Linked DNA regions of Pan troglodytes: region 1 is linked to region 2. Evidence: chromatin contacts called from public HiChIP or PLAC-seq data. All regions are on one chromosome and are shown on one strand. The core of a region is the stretch at or near the end of the contact, and the rest is flanking DNA. Distances in the headings are between cores, read along the strand shown. Region 1 holds the start of PRELID3A (PRELI domain containing 3A). Region 2 holds the start of SEH1L (SEH1 like nucleoporin).

Evidence for each region. HiChIP or PLAC-seq counts read pairs in DNA pulled down with a chosen protein or histone mark.
Region 1: an H3K4me3 HiChIP or PLAC-seq map of stem cell-derived excitatory neurons shows a contact between it and region 2, with 2.5 times the contacts expected there. The contact joins the promoter of PRELID3A here to the promoter of SEH1L in region 2. A contact is called at or near these places in 1 of 7 Hi-C or Micro-C datasets (stem cell-derived neural progenitor cells) and 1 of 1 datasets of contacts at active chromatin or transcription factors (stem cell-derived excitatory neurons).

What each region holds. Positions count from the first base shown.
Region 1 is chr17:18,494,868-18,497,567 of NHGRI_mPanTro3-v2.0_pri, forward strand. It overlaps PRELID3A (PRELI domain containing 3A), which reads right to left and starts at 1,367. Exons shown (of 7, transcript XM_063795926.1): 1 at 1,256-1,367. The coding sequence starts at 1,287.
Region 2 is chr17:17,958,421-17,961,120 of NHGRI_mPanTro3-v2.0_pri, forward strand. It overlaps SEH1L (SEH1 like nucleoporin), which reads right to left and starts at 1,327. Exons shown (of 10, transcript XM_016933255.4): 1 at 1-1,327.

The DNA of each region.
Region 1 (2,700 bases), core at 117-2,616, 540 kb after region 2:
GGGGAGGTTACAGTGAGCCAAGATTGCGCCATTGCACTCCAACCTGGGTGACCCAGCGAGCCTATGTCTCAAAAAAAAAAACAAAAAACAAAAAACAAAAAAAACCCAGCCTGGGTGACAGAATGAGACTCTGTCTCGAAAAAAATAAATAAAAAGAGTCAAAGGATGACAATTTCCTTCCACGCAGTACTTTTTTTCCCCCAAAAATAAAACATTTAATGCTTAAGTGAGGTCAGATAATTAAAAAATCTTTGTTGCTGTAAATAAACATTAAAGAATAATTTCAGTGTGTCATAGATCACTGACTTAAGGAAAAGATACCACTTAGGTTAGGAGGGCACTTTTTTCTTCTTTTTATTTGCACAATTTTATGGAGTATATGTGCAATTTCGTTACATGCATAAATTTCGTAGTGGTCAAGTCAGGACTTCTAGGGTATGCATTACCCGGGAAGGTGTCTTGCATCCATTAACCAATTCTCATTATCCTCCCTGCACCCACCCCCTCACCCTTCAGAGTCTCCATCATCTGACGTTCCACTCTCTACATCCATGTGAACACATTTTAAGCACCCACTTAGGAGTGGGAACATGCGATACTTGTCTTTCTGGGCCTGGCTTCACTTAAGATAATGACCTCCACTTCCATCCGTGTGCCGGGGGAGCATTTTTAAACAGTTCGAGGTTTTCCACGCTAGCTTGGGGGCCTTCCATGCCTACAAGTGAGTTCAGGGCCAGGGCCCCCGAAATGCCTTCTGCCCCTTTAGCTTCCTCCAGAGCTCACAGCCTGCCGTGGGCCCTCCGTGAAACGCGCGGAAGGTTTATGACAATCTCAGCAAAGGCGCCAGCTTGCAGGCCTCTCCCCTGCCCGGCTCCCGACCCCAAGGAGAGCAGCGAGCGCCAGGCCCCCGGCCGCCCCCCCGGCTCCGGCCGCCCCCGCCCCGGCCGCCCCCACTCCGGCTGCCCCCGCCCTGGCTGTCGACCACCAGCGGGGCCTCTGTGCCTGCAGCCAGGCCCCTGCGCACGCCGGGGGAGAGGCCGTACCCGGCGCAGAGCCTCGCCCAGACCGCGGTCCCGGGGAAGCGCGCGTGCCCTCTCCGGGACGCCGAAGTTGCGGTCTGGGAACGGCCGGCGCGGGGCGGGGATCTCCGCGAGGCCCGCTGTGAGGTCCGGCCTTTCCTGGACCGCTCCAGCCGGGCTCGGGAGCAGGAGCCGGCGTCTGGACGGCCCCACCGCGGCCCTCAGCCCGGCCTCACCCAAACACGTGCTCCGAGCTCCAGATCTTCATTGCCGCCGGCGCAGGGCACGGGCTCTGCGATCCGGGCCGGGTGCTTCGGGGCCGCGCGGCTCCGGGCGCGGCGTGGGCGGGGCCTCGATGGGCGGGGCGCCCTTGGATGCCGCCCACCCCGTCTGGTGGCTAGGCTGGCTGCAGCGGCTAAAAATAGCTCTGCGGGCGCGGCTGTGGCGCAGCCCCAGACCTGCGCTGCTACCCTGGGGTGCGCGATGCGCGCTTGCTGCAGATGCCGCGGGCGTAGGAGGCGACGCTCGTCCTTACTCCCACTGTCCAAATTCTCCCAAGGCCCTGTCCAGCTACGCCGGTTTATACTGTCGGGGACGTGTGATGAAAAACAAACCTGCCAACCCTCAAAACTCCACTGCAGTTTGGGTCTTGAACAAACATTAAACCAGCATGTGAGGCCGGGCGCGGCTCCCGCCTGTAATCCCAGCACTTTGGGAGGCCGAGGCGGGCGGATCACGAGGTCAGGAGATCAAGACCATCCTGGCTAACACGGTGAAACCCCGTCTCTACTAAAAATACAAAAAATTAGCCGGGCCTGGTGGCGGGCGCCTGTAGTACCAGCTGCTCGGGAGGCTGAGGCAGGAGAATGGCGTGAACCCCGGAGGCGGAGCTTGCAGTGAGCCGAGATCGCGCCACTGCACTCCAGCCTGGGCAACAGAGCGAGACTCCGTCTCAAAAAAAACAAAACAAAATAAAACAAAACCAGCATGTGATGTGCATCACAAGCAATCCGCCAAATAGGCTGCAAAGACAGAAATCTCAGCCTGTATCAAACAGCCGGGAGGATGCAACCTACCCCACGCATGCTCCCGAGGTAAACGAGACAGCCCTTCGGGGAGGGGACTCCACTACACCATTTGTCGCAGAGTTCATCCTAAATTCGCCTGATGATGGAGTGGCCATTGGTAAATGCAGTGGCCGTTTGCGTTTGCTAATTGCCTTTATCCAAAGGAAAAATGAATTTTCATACCTTTATGACAGGAGGTAGGTTTACAATTTGAAGCCAGGTGCTCTCTGGTAGCTGGGCTCCTACCCTCCCACAAAACTGGGAGACGGGGATGACATTTCAAAGAGATGACTCCCAAGTCCTTGAGAAAATACATTCTTGAGTTATAAAACTGGGGGGAAATCTTATTTAGCTTTAAAAAAATGTACGTGTATCTCAAAAAGAATTTGTAATTACAACTTGGCAAATCCTCTAAGGAAAAAGAGTCTCCCTTTCGCATAAACTACTTTTTAGCTTTGCAAAGTACCCTGCACTGCCACAAACGAAGTTGAAGTGCACGGAAGTGAGATGCTTGTTCTAAGAAGAGGGTACTCTTCTCCAGGATGAGATAGGGCGAGAGGGCAGGGCCCTTGTCTGAGTCGGCTGAGTCTCAGCCTAGAGCAGCGCCTGGCGCC
Region 2 (2,700 bases), core at 77-2,576:
GAAGCGGCCGGGGAAGTGGGCTGCTTGCTACCCGGGAGCCAGAGTCCTCCGGGGAAAAGGAAGTGAAGAGGGCCAGAGCCCCTGGGAAGAGGCCTGGCTCAGATCAAGGATTCTGCCAAAACCGGAAAGTGGAGGAGCCTCTTCCGAGACGCCAACGACTCGGGGGGTTTTGCTTATCAGGAAAAGGCATTCTAGAGGGCGTAGTGGTAAAGTTAGGATGGGAGACAGTGGAAGCTTGCGTCAGGGGAGCGAAAGTACAGAAAAAAAAAATGAGGCTGCAGAAGGGACTTGCCCTTTGGATTTTGGCCAGGAATGACAAAAATGTGAGGTATGGTAAAATTAGCAGGCTGGAAAGTTTTTTAAATGATTAGTCCCAGCTGTCCCCTGATAGATTGCACAGAAACCTGCAAAGAGAAGTGGCGCAATGACCTGACCTTTTTCAACCATAAATAAGATTTTATTGCTACTTTAAGAGGTGGGCCCCACCTCTTATGATAACTGATAACAACTATAACTTTTTTGAAGGTCAAAGACACTCATTTCCAAAGAAAGTGCTCACTATAAAAGTCCAATCAAAATATATTGATTATTATAAAAATATCAAAACAGTTTAAAAATTGTTTTAATTACATTTAAATACAGACAGTAAACAGATCATTGGTTGCCAGAGATTATCAGAGTGGGAGTGAAGTGTTGAATTAGGTGAAACAGTGGATTTTTTAAAATAGACTTTAGTTTTTAGAACACTTTCAGGTTCACAGCAAAATTGAGCAGAAAATAGAGTTCCCGTATGTACCCCTACTGTCACACATGCACAGCATCCTCCACTGTCAACATCCCATACCAAAGTGGTACCTTTGTTATGATCAGTGAACCTACATTGACACATCATTATCACCCAAAATTCAGAGTTTGCATTAGGGTTCACTCTTGGTGCTTTATTCTATGGGTTTTGGCAAATATATAATGACATGGATCCACCATTATAGTATCACGCGGAATAGTTTGACTGCCCTGAAAATCCTTAGTGCTCCTGTTCATCCCTTTCTTCCGACAACACCTGGCAACCGCTGATCTTTCCACTGACTGCATGGTTTTGACTTTTCCAGAATGGCATATAATGGGAATCGTGGAGTGGCTAGCCTTTTCAGATTGGCTTCTTTCCTTATAGTAATATGCATTTAAGCTTTCTCCATGTCTTGTCTTGAGAGTTCATTTCTTTTTAGTGCTGAATAATATTCCATTGTCAGGCTGTGACAGTGTTTATTCATTCACCAACTAAAGGGCATTCTGGTTGTTTCTGTGTTTGGGCAATTATCAATAAAGCTCCTACAAACATCTGTGTACAGGTTTTTGTGTGGACATGTTCGCAACTCCTTTGGGTAGATACCAAGAAGCATGATTGCTGGATCATATTGTAAGAGTAAGTTTAGTTTTGTTTTTTGGGGTTTTGTTTTGTTTTTTGAGACAGGGTCTCACTCTGTCATGGCAGACAATCGTGGCTCACTGCAGCTTTAAATTCCCTGGGTTCAGATGATCCTCCCATGTCAGCCTCCCGAGCAGCTGGGACTACAGGCACAGTGCCACCACACCCAGCTGATTTTTCTATTTTTTGCAGAGATGGGGTTTCACCATGCTGAGCAGGCTGGTCTCAAACTCTTGGGCTCAAGCGATCCTCTTGCCTTGGCCTCCCAAAGTGCTTGGATTACAGGCATGAGCCACTGTGCCTGGCCTGGTTTTATAAGAAACTTACAAACTGTCTTCCAAAGTGGTCGTGTCAACCAGGCCTGGTGGCTAAATTACCCTGTAATCCAGCACTTTGGGAGGCCGAGGCGGGCAGATTATCTGAGCTCAGTAGTTCAAGACCAGCCTGGGCAACGTGGCGAGACCCCCTTCTCTACTAAAAATACAAAATAAAAATACAAAAAAATGCCCCAGGAGTGGTGGTGGAGCCGAGATTGTGCCACAGGACTCCATCCTGGGCAACGCAGGGAGACACTATCTCAAAAAAAAAAAAAAAAAAGAGAGAGAGAATTTAACACAGGAAACTGGTTACATATATATCCAAGGGGTTAATTAAGAGCAAAAAGGGAACATGTGAGATTACCCAGAGACTAGTAACTACGGGAAACTCTGGGCTGGGAGCGTGAAAGGGAAAATAGTTTTACCCAGTGCTACCATCATTGACTCTGAGGCTGCTGACATTGGCACCTTTACCACCAGCAGGCAGAAAGCCAGGAGCCAATACTCCAGCTTACACTGCAGGCGTCCAACAGAGTAACAGCCATGGGAGCCCACAAGCTCTGAACAGCTGAGGTTCCTGGAGCCTCTGCTAGTACTGCTGGAGCTAGGGCTGAGTGCTGCTGCTACTGCTGCTGTTCACATCACCCCTGAGCAGGAAGCCAGGCTCACCCATTGCCACCACTACTCAGCTATGTGAGCTGCCTCCACAAATTGGAGAAAAGGTCTTCTTCCTCCTGCATCTGAATCCCCTACTGTCTCTCAATTCAGAACCTAACTAGAAATAGAGAGCTAATAAGAGTCTGGAAAAACAAGTTTGGAGGTTTCCAGTTCATATTCTGGAAAGAATACGACCTACAATGAAGACTGGGCGTGGCAGCTCACACCTGTAATCCCAACATTTTGGGAGGCTGAGGCGGGCAGATCACTTGAGGTCAGGAGTTCAAGACTAGCCTGGCC